Linked DNA regions of Sus scrofa: all the other regions are linked to region 2. A link is a contact called in public Hi-C data. All regions are on one chromosome and are shown on one strand. Each heading gives the region's core, a stretch centred on a gene start, on an enhancer-like site or on the middle of the called end of the contact. The rest is flanking DNA. Distances are from core to core; before and after follow the strand shown. Region 1 has its middle 280 kb from the start of HS6ST1. Region 2 holds the start of HS6ST1 (heparan-sulfate 6-O-sulfotransferase 1). Region 3 holds the start of AMMECR1L (AMMECR1-like protein).

Evidence for each region. Hi-C and Micro-C count contacts between places; a contact is called where the count stands out from the background.
Region 1: a contact with region 2 is called in a Hi-C map of embryonic fibroblasts, with 2.1 times the contacts expected there. The contact joins the enhancer-like site here to the promoter of HS6ST1 in region 2. A contact is called at or near these places in 1 of 5 promoter capture datasets (liver), 4 of 47 Hi-C or Micro-C datasets (embryonic fibroblasts, epiblast stem cells and liver) and 2 of 2 datasets of contacts at active chromatin or transcription factors (alveolar macrophages and skeletal muscle).
Region 3: a contact with region 2 is called in a Hi-C map of liver, with 3 times the contacts expected there. The contact joins the promoter of AMMECR1L here to the promoter of HS6ST1 in region 2. A contact is called at or near these places in 1 of 5 promoter capture datasets (fetal liver) and 2 of 47 Hi-C or Micro-C datasets (heart right ventricle and liver).

The regions. Positions count from the first base shown.
Region 1 is chr15:58,780,954-58,784,421 of Sscrofa11.1, reverse strand. No RefSeq gene overlaps it. Among named protein-coding and RNA genes, the nearest start is that of HS6ST1, 280 kb to the left of the region's middle. Within about 2 kb of position 1,666, at least 20 of the 83 cell types and tissues checked have an H3K27ac peak or open chromatin away from gene starts, as enhancers often do. A contact at or near this core is called in alveolar macrophages and embryonic fibroblasts, where this site is marked.
Region 2 is chr15:59,064,981-59,068,368 of Sscrofa11.1, reverse strand. It overlaps HS6ST1 (heparan-sulfate 6-O-sulfotransferase 1), which reads right to left and starts at 1,921. Exons shown (of 2, transcript XM_003133399.6): 1 at 1,121-1,921. The coding sequence starts at 1,647.
Region 3 is chr15:59,451,039-59,454,667 of Sscrofa11.1, reverse strand. AMMECR1L (AMMECR1-like protein) reads right to left here and starts at 1,598. Exons shown (of 9, transcript XR_002339479.1): 1 at 664-1,598.

The DNA.
Region 1 (3,468 bases), core at 417-2,916, 280 kb after region 2:
AACAAGGGCTGGTTCAGGGGTGGGCATATAACTCAGCTCTAGAGAATGAGGCTTGAGGGAGTCAGCTGCGGGCTTCTGGGAAAGTGTTTTCGTCCCTGGTAAAACCATTGAGCCTCCTGGGAAGAAGGCTTTCTGCCACCATCTGCCTTTCTTCCTGCTTTCATTTTTGTGAGGATGCAATACAGCCATTCTTCACTCTTGAGGAAAAGATCGAGTGCCCCAGGCCCCTGATGGGTTGGAACCACAGAATGAGTCTCGGAACCACTCAGTTGCAGACTTCTTGCCAAAAAACACAACACACATTTAAAACCATGGTGGTCACTGTTTTGTTTCTAGTACCCAGAGGCACCCTAACTGTCTGACACCCCACCCCCATGCTGGAGGCAGAACTGGGAGGAGGAAGGGGCTTCAGGTGCCCTGAGCGAGTCCTTTGGGGGGATGGTTGGGGAAGGAGTGGAATGCAGAGTGGAGGTGCTTTGCCTAAGCCAAGGTAAGGACTGGCTTTGAGGAGTGGGGACTTGAGGGAGACTGGAGGGAAGAGTCATCCTGGGATGGCCTGGTTGAAAGACTTTTCAGCCCAGGAACATGTACTGCGCTGTGGCAAGGGCTTCTATGCCGTCACAGGGGGCCACCTGTCTTCCCAGATGATCCAAAACCCTGCTGCCCAGAAGGGCCTATGCATGTATTTGATGGTATATGCCTTTTGGGTGTGTCTAGATCAAGAGAAGGGGCTAAGTTTGGTATTTAATCATGTAATCATGGACAGCTACATGACTTTGAAATGAGAAATCCCAGAGATAAGAGAAAGAATTTAGTGGGAGGAGACAGTCAAAGCTATTGAAGACTAGGAATGGGAAAACTGTAGAATTTCCTGAAATGTCACAAAAGGCTTTATTTTTATTTTTTTAATTTTTAATAAAGTGTAGTTGACTTATAGTGTTGTGTCAATTTCTGCTGTATAGCAAAGTAACCTTGTCATACATATATATACATTCCTTTTATATTATCTTCCATCACGGTCTATCCCAAGAGATTGGATATAGTTCCCTGTGCTCTCCAGTAGGACCTCATTGCCTATCCATTCTAAATGTAATATTTTGCATCTACTAACCCAAACTCCCAGTCCATCCCCCTGCCTCCCTCTCCCCCTTGGCAACCCCAAGTCTGTTCTCTATGTCCATTTCTGTTTTGTAGATAGCTTTGCTTACGCCATATTTTAGGTTCCACAGGTAAGTGGTAGCCAATGGCCTAGCAGGGGACCACAGGAGAGGCACACATTCCATGGCTGGCCACGGGGCAGGTGGAGTGAACATCACCGGGCTTCCCATCTTCAGAAGAGCTCGACAGGGTCAAGTCAGCCTTTTGTAGACTTCGGCATTAGGGAGACCTGAGCTGCTGTGGCACCAGCCCCTGGGATCCCCTTCTGTTCACTCAGTTACTTTCAGCTGGTGACTGAATGCAGGCAGAATAATGCCCCTCCCTCACAGGTTCCGACCCCAAGTGTAGGAATCTCTGAATATGTTCCTTCACACTGCACTGGACCTTCTGCTTTCTGTGGTGCCTTTTCTTTCCTTCCTTCCTTTTTTTCCAGTTGGCTTGTGTGGGCCCTTTGCTCTGTGCCCAGGAACTGGAGCTCTGACTCATTCCTGATTGCAAGCTTCTGCATTTTCCACAGGCATGCAGCCGGGGATGTGAAAACAATTACGTCAAAATGAACTCTGCAAGTTGTGGGGTGATGGAATAAGTCATCTGGTAAAAAGTCATGGGTACAGGATGACAGCACTGGGAGCCACTGGGCAGTTCGGGGGTAGGAGGCCCCCTGCAGAACCCTTCCAGAAACAGTACCCAGGGCTCTGAGGTGTGTGAAGAGGGTGCAGGGATGTGTGGTGCCTCTGCAACAGGAAGGCTGAGGATGAGCATGTGGAAATGTGCCTCTTGATAGGAATATGCAGCCTGGCCGACCACACACTCGGCTGTTCTCTTAGGAGAGGGAGGGACTGCTGGAGACCGAGCTCTCCCCAGCGGCCCTCAGGGATAATGCTGAGTAAACATGTGCCTTCCCAGCTGGTCGCCTGCCCTGAGGTCCTGGAGGCTTCCTGCACCTCAGGCAGGACCTCCTGGGCTGCTGATTTCTCCTCCTTTCTCTGACTTCTCTGGTTCTCAGGAAGGGGAGGCAACAGGCATTCGGGGTGTGCCAGCCAGTCTCTGCAAGCATGAATTAGCATAAGTGCCTTTTCTAACCGCCAAGGTGGTGCCACCACCTTTACTGGTAAATGCTTAGATTCAGAGGGGCCAGGGCTATCCCCGCAGGAGAAGCCCTGGTTTGCCTCCTCCAAAGCGCCCTCCCTAAAGGTCCTGGTCTGGTCTAAGAGGCCCTTGCTGCCCTTTCCAGGTCTTGGGAGGAAAAATTGTTCCTGCCCGGGAGCTGGAGGCCTCAGACCTCCCCACCTGGCCTCTCCAGTGGTCTCCTCTAGGCTCCCTCCTTGTATGGCAGTGCCTTGTCCCCTGGGCCTGTGTGCCCAGCCTCTGGCCCTGGAAAGATGGGTCAGTGGCTACACAGGCTGGCTGGGCTCTGGTCCCCGAGCCTGCCCTGGAGAGCACAGGAGGGGCTGGCCTTGGACCCTGCTGCCCTCCCAGTGCCTCCTCCTTTCTTCTCCCAGCCCTCCATCTTGGGAAAATGGGGCATGTGTGTTCTGGTGGGAGTCCCCTTCTGCTGCCCTCTCAGGCCCCTCTAGCCCCTTTGTCCCCCCTCAGTTGCTGTCCTTCCAGGCCTGCGTGAATGACATCTTTCCCACCTCTGCACCTGAGATGGATACCTGTGCTGTGTCACAAGCCCCCTTAACTCAGTGGTGTACACTTCCCATCAATTTATGCTCATGATTCTGTGGGTCAGGAGTCCAGATAGGACATGGGATGGGGGGTGGGGCTCTGTTCCACCACGGCTGGGGCTGAAATCATCTGAAGGCTCACATGTTGGCGGGTGAGGTGGGCTGTCAATGGGACCTCAGCTAGGCAGATAAAGGTCACCTCTGCATGTGGCCTCTTGGAGTAGCTGTTCTGGGCTTCCTCACAGCATGGCAGATGGGCTCTCAGAGAACCAGGTGGAAGTGGTATTGCTTTTTGTGCTCTAGCCTTGGAAGTCACATGGCATCACCTCCCTATAGTCCCAGAGCTTCCCAGTTTCAAGGCAATGGAAGCACAAGACCCCACCTTCTCATTGTCAAAGTCACACTGGGAGAGGAGGATATGGGATGACAGAGATTGTGCTGCCACTTGAAAATGCAATCTGCTCCTGCCCACGAAGGAACTAGGTTCATGCATTCGTTCATTCACATTGTCCAAGCTCTTCCTGTGGGCTAGACACCTGAGGGCCACTAGGGGAACAAGAGCAAACCCTACCTAGCACACAGTCCTAAAGCCCGAAGTGTGCAGGGTAGGCTGAGAGATAACAAAGCAGAGCTTAGGGTC
Region 2 (3,388 bases), core at 672-3,171:
AAGACCATGAGGGAAGGACTGAAGGCTGAGCAAGGACAGTTCCAAGCTGGCTGGATACCAAACCTTCATTCTCCAAATGGACCAAGATCTGCACCTGCAAGCTAGGAAAGCTGAGGAACACAGCTCCCCAATGGCCAGGCTGGCCGAGAGAGAACTCGGTCTTAAGACAAATGTGGAAGAGAAACAAAAGGCAGGCAAGAAGACCTTCCTCCTGGCCCTTCCCAGCCCCAACGTCCTGGGGAAAAGACCCCATAGGGCACCATCACAAACAGAAGAAAAAGAACCCCAACTTTAACCCTTGGAAATCCAGTATCCTGGGGAGAGAGGAGGGTCTTTCTGCATACAAAGTGCTTCCCAAAAGAGCTCCCCGCCCCCCAGATCAATCTTCACAGCAGTGGGGGCCCCCAGCGAAGGCGTCTGGCTGCACAGGTGCCCCTGGCCAGCTCAGCTCCCCACAGCCTGCTGCTGGCCTGCTTCTGCTCCTCTTTGCCCTCGTTTTGGCCCACCTCTTAGGGGCAGGCAGTCCTGCCTCCTCCCCGCCCCCAGCCCCAGGTGACACTAGGGCCTTTGTTCTACCTGCCACTTGGGCAAGGCTGAGCCAACCCCCTCCTCTGGCAGCTCCTCCCCAGCCCTCTCAAGATAGACTGGCTGGGGGGGGGGCGTGGAAGGGGGGCGCTTCACTTCTCTCACTTCCGATGTGGACTGGAGCGGAACAGTGAGGGTGGCACACCAGGTGGCCTTCACACACAGAGGAACGCGTGTTCCCATCCGAGGATAGGCCAGCCTGGACTGCCAGCGCGGTCTTGGGGCGGGGGCCCCGGGAAGCCCGGGCGCTGTGCAGCTCTGCGAGCGGTGGGGAAAAGTAAAGAGGCACGGAGGAGGAGGTGAGAGCGGAATCAGAGCGCAGGGACCACAACGGGCCGCAGCAGACCAACTGGGGCACCTCGAGGTCAGGAAGGGGTCCAGAGGGGCTGCGGCGAATGGGGGCCCCCGAGAGGGCAGGAGAGAGGGGCACGGTGGGAAGGGCCGGCCCAGGACCGCCCGGCGGGGGTCCGGGCCCGGCCGCCAGCTGGCACTCCGCCGCCCTGGCCCGACGGCGGGATCGGTGGCAGGCGCTCACCTGGGCGTGCGCAGCGCGGCGGGGTCGCGGCGGTCCAGCACGCCGGGCACGCAGTTGGTGAGCTCGGTCCAGTCGGCGTGCAGTCCGCAGCTCCAGCCCGTGGAGAAGCGGGAGAAGAGCCAGGTCTCGCGGCGGTTGGGCCGGTAGCAGGTGCACTTCTTCTGGCCGGGCCGGCAGTCGCAGGGCACCTCGAGGCGCACGTTCTGCACGAGGTGACGGCCGAAGGTGGTGCCGCCCGTTTTCTGGATGTGCAAGAAGACTATCACGTCGTCGCCCTTCATGTCGAAGTGCAGCGAGCGCTCCAGCTCGCGCACCGGGAAGTAGTACTTCTTCTCGTAGTGCGGGTCGGGCGTGGGGAAGAGGTCCAGGTCGTCGGGCGGCGCGCGGCCGCCGGGCGCGCCCAGGCTCAGCCCCGGGCCCGCGTACTGGTAGAGGATGAGCATGAAGCACGCCGAGCCCGCCACGACCAGCACGAACTTGCTGGCGCGCTCAACCATGGTCCTGCTGCCAGCGCGCCGCCGCCGCATGTGTCACCATTGCCGGCAGCCCGGGCGCGGGGCGCGGGGCCTGGAGGGCGGGGGGCGCGGGAGCAGTTGCCTCTGCCGCCGCCGCCCGCGCTCCGGCCCGGCCCGGCTACTCGGCGCCCAGGCCGCCCGCAGCGGCGCGGGCCGCGGCCCTGCGTGGCGCCATGGCTGTTCTCCACCCGGCCCCCGATCCCCAGTCCGACCCCAGTTTGGCTCCGGCTCGGCTCCGGCCCGGCCCCGGCCCGCGCCCCCCGCGGCCCCGCGCCGGCCACTCCGCTCCGCGCCGCGCCGCGCCGAGAACGCTCTGCGCCGCCCAGCGCGCCGCCGCGTCTCCGCAGTCCGCCGCCGCCCCGCCCCTGCCCGCCCCCGGCCCGCCCCCGCCGCTCCTCTTGCCGTCGCCGCCCGCGCGAACCTGGGCCCCGCCCCCAGAGCTCAGAGCTGCAGGCCGGCACCCAGCTTCCGCGACGCGGGTCTCCGGCCTCGGCTAGGCAGCTCCGAGGCGGGCAGCGGGGTCTGTCTTTCCGTTCACAGAGGCGTGGAGAACGGCTGGGGAAACGTGTAGCGGGCGCGCACTGACCTTCTGGGCTGGAGGGGGCCCCGTGGCGGCCGGTGCTTTGGGGCCTGGGTCCCTGTCCCTGCTTCAGTGGAGGGAAAACCTTGACTTTGCACACTGGATGTTCTGAAGTTCCAAAAGCGGGGGGGGGGGGGGGGAATAGATTTGATGGGATGTGAGGCTGGGGGAGCGGTCTAGGAGAAAAAGGGACGGTAGGGGGCCTGGGTCTAAGGGCAGTGGTCAGACTCTCTTCCCCCTCCCCCCACCGTGGCTGTGGGACAATGACCCAGAGGCCCTCTTGGAGAGATGCCGAAGGGTCCGCGGAAGCTTTGGGAGCTTTATGCAGTCCCTCATTCTTTCAAAGGGCTTTTAACCAATGTGCATTTTTTCCCTCCAGGTTTATTCAGATCCCAAGGAAGAAGTTAGAAAAAGTTGAGCCAATATTTAAAATTGTGAGGGTCCACAAGAACACCCCAACCTCTGGCTTTGGAAGGTGGGTCAGTGGATCTGGCGCCCTGTCCCGTCCGCTTTGGGACCGAATGTCCCTGTCTGCTTTAGCCCAGCTTGCCCTCCACCTCCTTCCATCTTGGGCCCTGGGCCAGAACCTCTGGAACCCACACTGCCAGGAATTGCACAGAACAGGAGGTGGGTCGGGATATAAAATGACCTGCTGAGACTCTCAGCGCCCCTGGGTCTCTGGGCTGGTCCCTTGTTTTTGAACTCAGGCCAAGTGGTCTCCATCGAACCTGGGCTGCCTGGCCTGGGATCAGATGCCCACATCACCCCCTTTTTGGGGCTCCCAGTGGTTTCCATTCTGTTGTAGGTCCTGAAAGCATGGGGGAGAAGGGGTTGTGAGGTTTTATTGTGTCCATTATATTTCAGTAAAGCTCTTGAAAATATATTGAATCACACCAGAAATCTCTTCTGGAAGCAAACCTGGAGAACTGGAAAAACAACCAATGACACCCCAAAATCCAACTCAGGAGGGAGCATGCAATTGTCAGAAGTGGCTGAAGGCATACCCACTGAGCACAATACACAGTGACCAAGGGCCTGTTGCAGGTGGGTGGGGTGGGGTGACCAGTCCCTGGTGTGACCTGGGGCCCCAAAGTCCCCTCCCATCCTGTGACTGCTTTAAAGTTGTACCTGGCCCAGGAAGCCTTGTGGGTGGTTGGGTCAGACTTCTCCAGC
Region 3 (3,629 bases), core at 349-2,848, 390 kb before region 2:
AAAGGGAAGAAGAGACGAAAGCGTGCTTGTAAAACAGAGTTCAGCAAGGAAGAGATACAGCGGGGAAAAGAGAGGCCAGCGACGGGAGGTGCAAAGCAGGCAGATAAAAAGGTGAAAGGTAAGAAAGGAGGTGGAAGGGGAGAGCGCGGGGCTCTGGGAGGAGTAGGGGGACGACCAGGCGACGGGTAGGGTTTAGAGGGCAGAGCCGCGGGGGTGGAATCCAGACGCCGGGCGGGGGAGGGGGCGGCGGGGCGGCGGGACGGTGGGCGAGGGCCGCCAGGCGGCGCCGGAGACCACCAAACTTTACACGACCCGCCACTGTTTCCTGGAGGGAGTGCAGAAAGGAGCTGGAGCCTCGCCTGGCCTCGCCTCGCGGCCCGGGGCAGGGGCATCCACTCACCCCCTCCCCAGCACGCCTTCCGACCCACTAGCTCCCCGCCCGCACACGCGGCCCGCAGGCCCCGCCCTGCCGCCTCCTTTCACCGCCCCCAGAGCCCCTCCCCCATGCTGCCCCGGGACCCGAACCCCGAACCCCGGGGACCCACTCGCCGGCCCCTCCGGTCGCCTCGGGGTGAGGAGGCCCGACACGCACGGCGGCAGCCCCTGGGAGGACGGCCTGGCGGGGACGGGGGAGGAGGGCGCGGCGCGGACCGACTTTCCCACCTTTTCTCCTGGCCCAGGCGCAGCCGGGGCAGACGGGACCTCTCGCGCTCTGCCTCCTCCTCCTGCTTCATGGAGCCATGCGCCTGGGTGGGGGCTCGCGAGAGAAGCGGGCCGCAGACGGGCCGGACGCGCGGCGCGGACGGGGCGGGGCGAAGAAGGCCGGCGGGGGCGGGCGGAGGAGGAAGCGGCGGGGCGGCGGTGGCGGCAGGGAAGAACTGCTAGAGGTATTCCCCGGGCAGCTGGAGGACTGAGCCGAGCCGGGACCCGAGTCTTCCGGTATCCCAGCAGCCACCGGAGGCAGTGAGGTAATGGAGGAAGAATGTAGGTAGTCCTCCAGTGGACCACACGCCCTCTAGCTAGTCGCCAAAACCATAGAGATCGGAGAGCCTCTGGAGCACCACCCCGCTGCTGTCACGTGGCCTAGCTTCGCGCACATTATTGGCTGGAGTCGACTCCACGGGTTGAATTAGGAGGCTGCTTTCCACTCTTGGGGTAGAAGCCTAGGCGGTTGAAATAAAGACGGGTGGGAGGTGAGGGGCAGGAGGAGGCCGGTGGGTCGGACCCCTCGGGTCGCTGAGCCTGCGGAGCGAAGCTCCCGGCTGTGAGGCCGGTCGGCGCAGTGCAGGCCGGGCTGCCTTGGCTTCTGCGAGCGAGCGCAGAGCGCGTCGGGAATTGTAGTGCGGCCCGGGCCGGCGGCATTGTCCGTGACGCGGCCCAGGTACCGGCTTGGGATGCAGCCGGGATGCCCAGCCTCGCCGCTCCGCCCTTTCCCGCCCAACACTCAGCCGCCCACGGCTTTCCCGGAGCAGTTAGGCTCGCGTCGCTTCACCCCACCTAGTCGAAGCCTTCGAAGGCAGCCAGGAAGGGGTAGCTCGGAGCAGCCTTATATTCAGCAGACCCATCGGATCCGGCCAGGCTTTTGAGAAGGAGTTCCAGGCTCAGTGCCAGCCTCCTCGTGTACTGGAAAGGACAGACCACCCTAGGTGGTGTCAGGAGCCCAAATCTCGGTCTTGACCCCCACCCCCACCCCAGTCCCCAGCCCAGAAACGACTCAAGTGGCCACTATCTACAGTGCAGGGTTAATTCATTTGGTCGACTAGGCAGATACCTCAGCACTGGCAGGGCAAGGGCCTCAAAGAGAGCAATACAAGAAACATTAAAAAAAATTAATAGAAAATTATTCTCGTTTCAAATATTTGGTGTTTAATTTGACAACTTAACGTTTTTATTATAGTGACAGATGGAGTTGCACTAAAAGTCTCATTTCTGCCCTGCTCCCTCACCCTAACCACTACAAACTGTTTAGGCCCTGCAGCAAAGGCATGCCCTGTTTTAAAGCATTGCCAGTCTAGTTGAGAACACAGACTCAAGCCCACAGATCGACAGTTCTGTGTTTTGCTATTCTGTTTACGCAGAAAGGAATCCTTAACATGTTTGTCCTCCAAGAGCAAAGAAAAGTCTCTAGTAAAAAATGCAAATCATATCTAACAGTGAAGCTTTCCAGCAAAAACCTTCTGCTCTAGAATGCATAATGTACTAAAGCATAGTAAGATCTGCTACTACAGACTTATAGCAAAATTACCTGTAGGCAGCAAAAAAGGGAGGAAACAGTGATTGGTGCCCCTTGGACCTGGAACTCTGAGAACCTGGCAGAGCAAAACAGTGGAAGGAAGAGACATGGCTGTAGAATAAGAAGGTGACTTTTTTCTTTCTTTTTTTGGGCCGCACCTGTGGCATATGGGAGTTCCTAGGCTAGAGGTCAAATGGGAGCTACACTTGCCGGCCTATACCACAGCCGCAGCAACAACAACGCAAGATTTGAGGCACATCTGTGACCTTTGCTGCAGCTCACAGCAATGCCGGATCCTTAACCCACTGAGCGAGGCCAGGGATTAAACTCTCATACTCATGGATACTAGTCGGGTTCGTTACTGCTGAGCTACAACGGGATCTACAAGAGGTCAGTTTTTTTTTTTTTTTTTTCCACAAAAGCCATTTAGAGCAGTCTTCATAATTCCTGTCAAGGTCTGGAGGTGCTTATCTGCTGTTGAGTTCCACTTTTCCCAGTTTCTAACCTCTGTAGGCCTGAAAAACTACAAATTAGATGATCATATGGCCTGGAGCCAGAAATGCTAGAGGCAGCAAGCCAGAGGTCATTCCTTTGTTGGTTTCTGAATAAGTGGATCATATCCTGACTTAAAATAATCAGAATAAATTTCATATAGTGAAAGTCTTTCCAGCTGAAAGTCTTGAAATCTGGAAAAGGGCCTTAGTCTATTGCTCCCAGGGTGGTGCTATGTTGTCATTGAACAGCTCACAGATAAGGGAGTTATTGCTCCCTGGTTATCAAGCTGCCAGAAGGTAAATGATGGAACTAAGTTGGACTTGAAACACTCCCAAATTAAAACAAAAACAAACCTTGCTTTGAGCTGTCAAAAGGCATTTTACCAAGAAGTAGGACCTGCTGTTGTTTACTGACACTGAAAGGCAGGACTTTTTAAAAAGTCACTTTGGGGTCACTTCACATCAGAAAGCAATAGTATGCACTGATGCAAAAATAGCAGAGTGAGGAGTTCCTGTCGTGGCTCAGTGGTTAATGAATCCGACCAGGAACCATGAGGTTGCATGTTCCATCCCTTGCCTCGCTCAGTGGGTTAAGGATCCGGCGTTGCCGTGAGCTGTGGTGTAGGTTGCAGACATGGCTCGGATTCCGAGTTGCTGTGGCTGTGGTGTAGGCCGGCAGCTATGGCTCCGATTGGAGCCCTAGCCTGGGAACCTCCATATGCCACCAGTGTGGCCCTACAAAGATGAAAAAGATTTAAAAAAAAATAGAGTGAAATTAGGAACAAGAAGAAGAAAGAAGAGGACAATTTTTACCATAAAGATGGAAGTGGCTATGTCTTATTTATTTTCTCATTTCCTGCATATAGTGCAAAAACCTGTTACATAGTAGGCATAAGGTAATT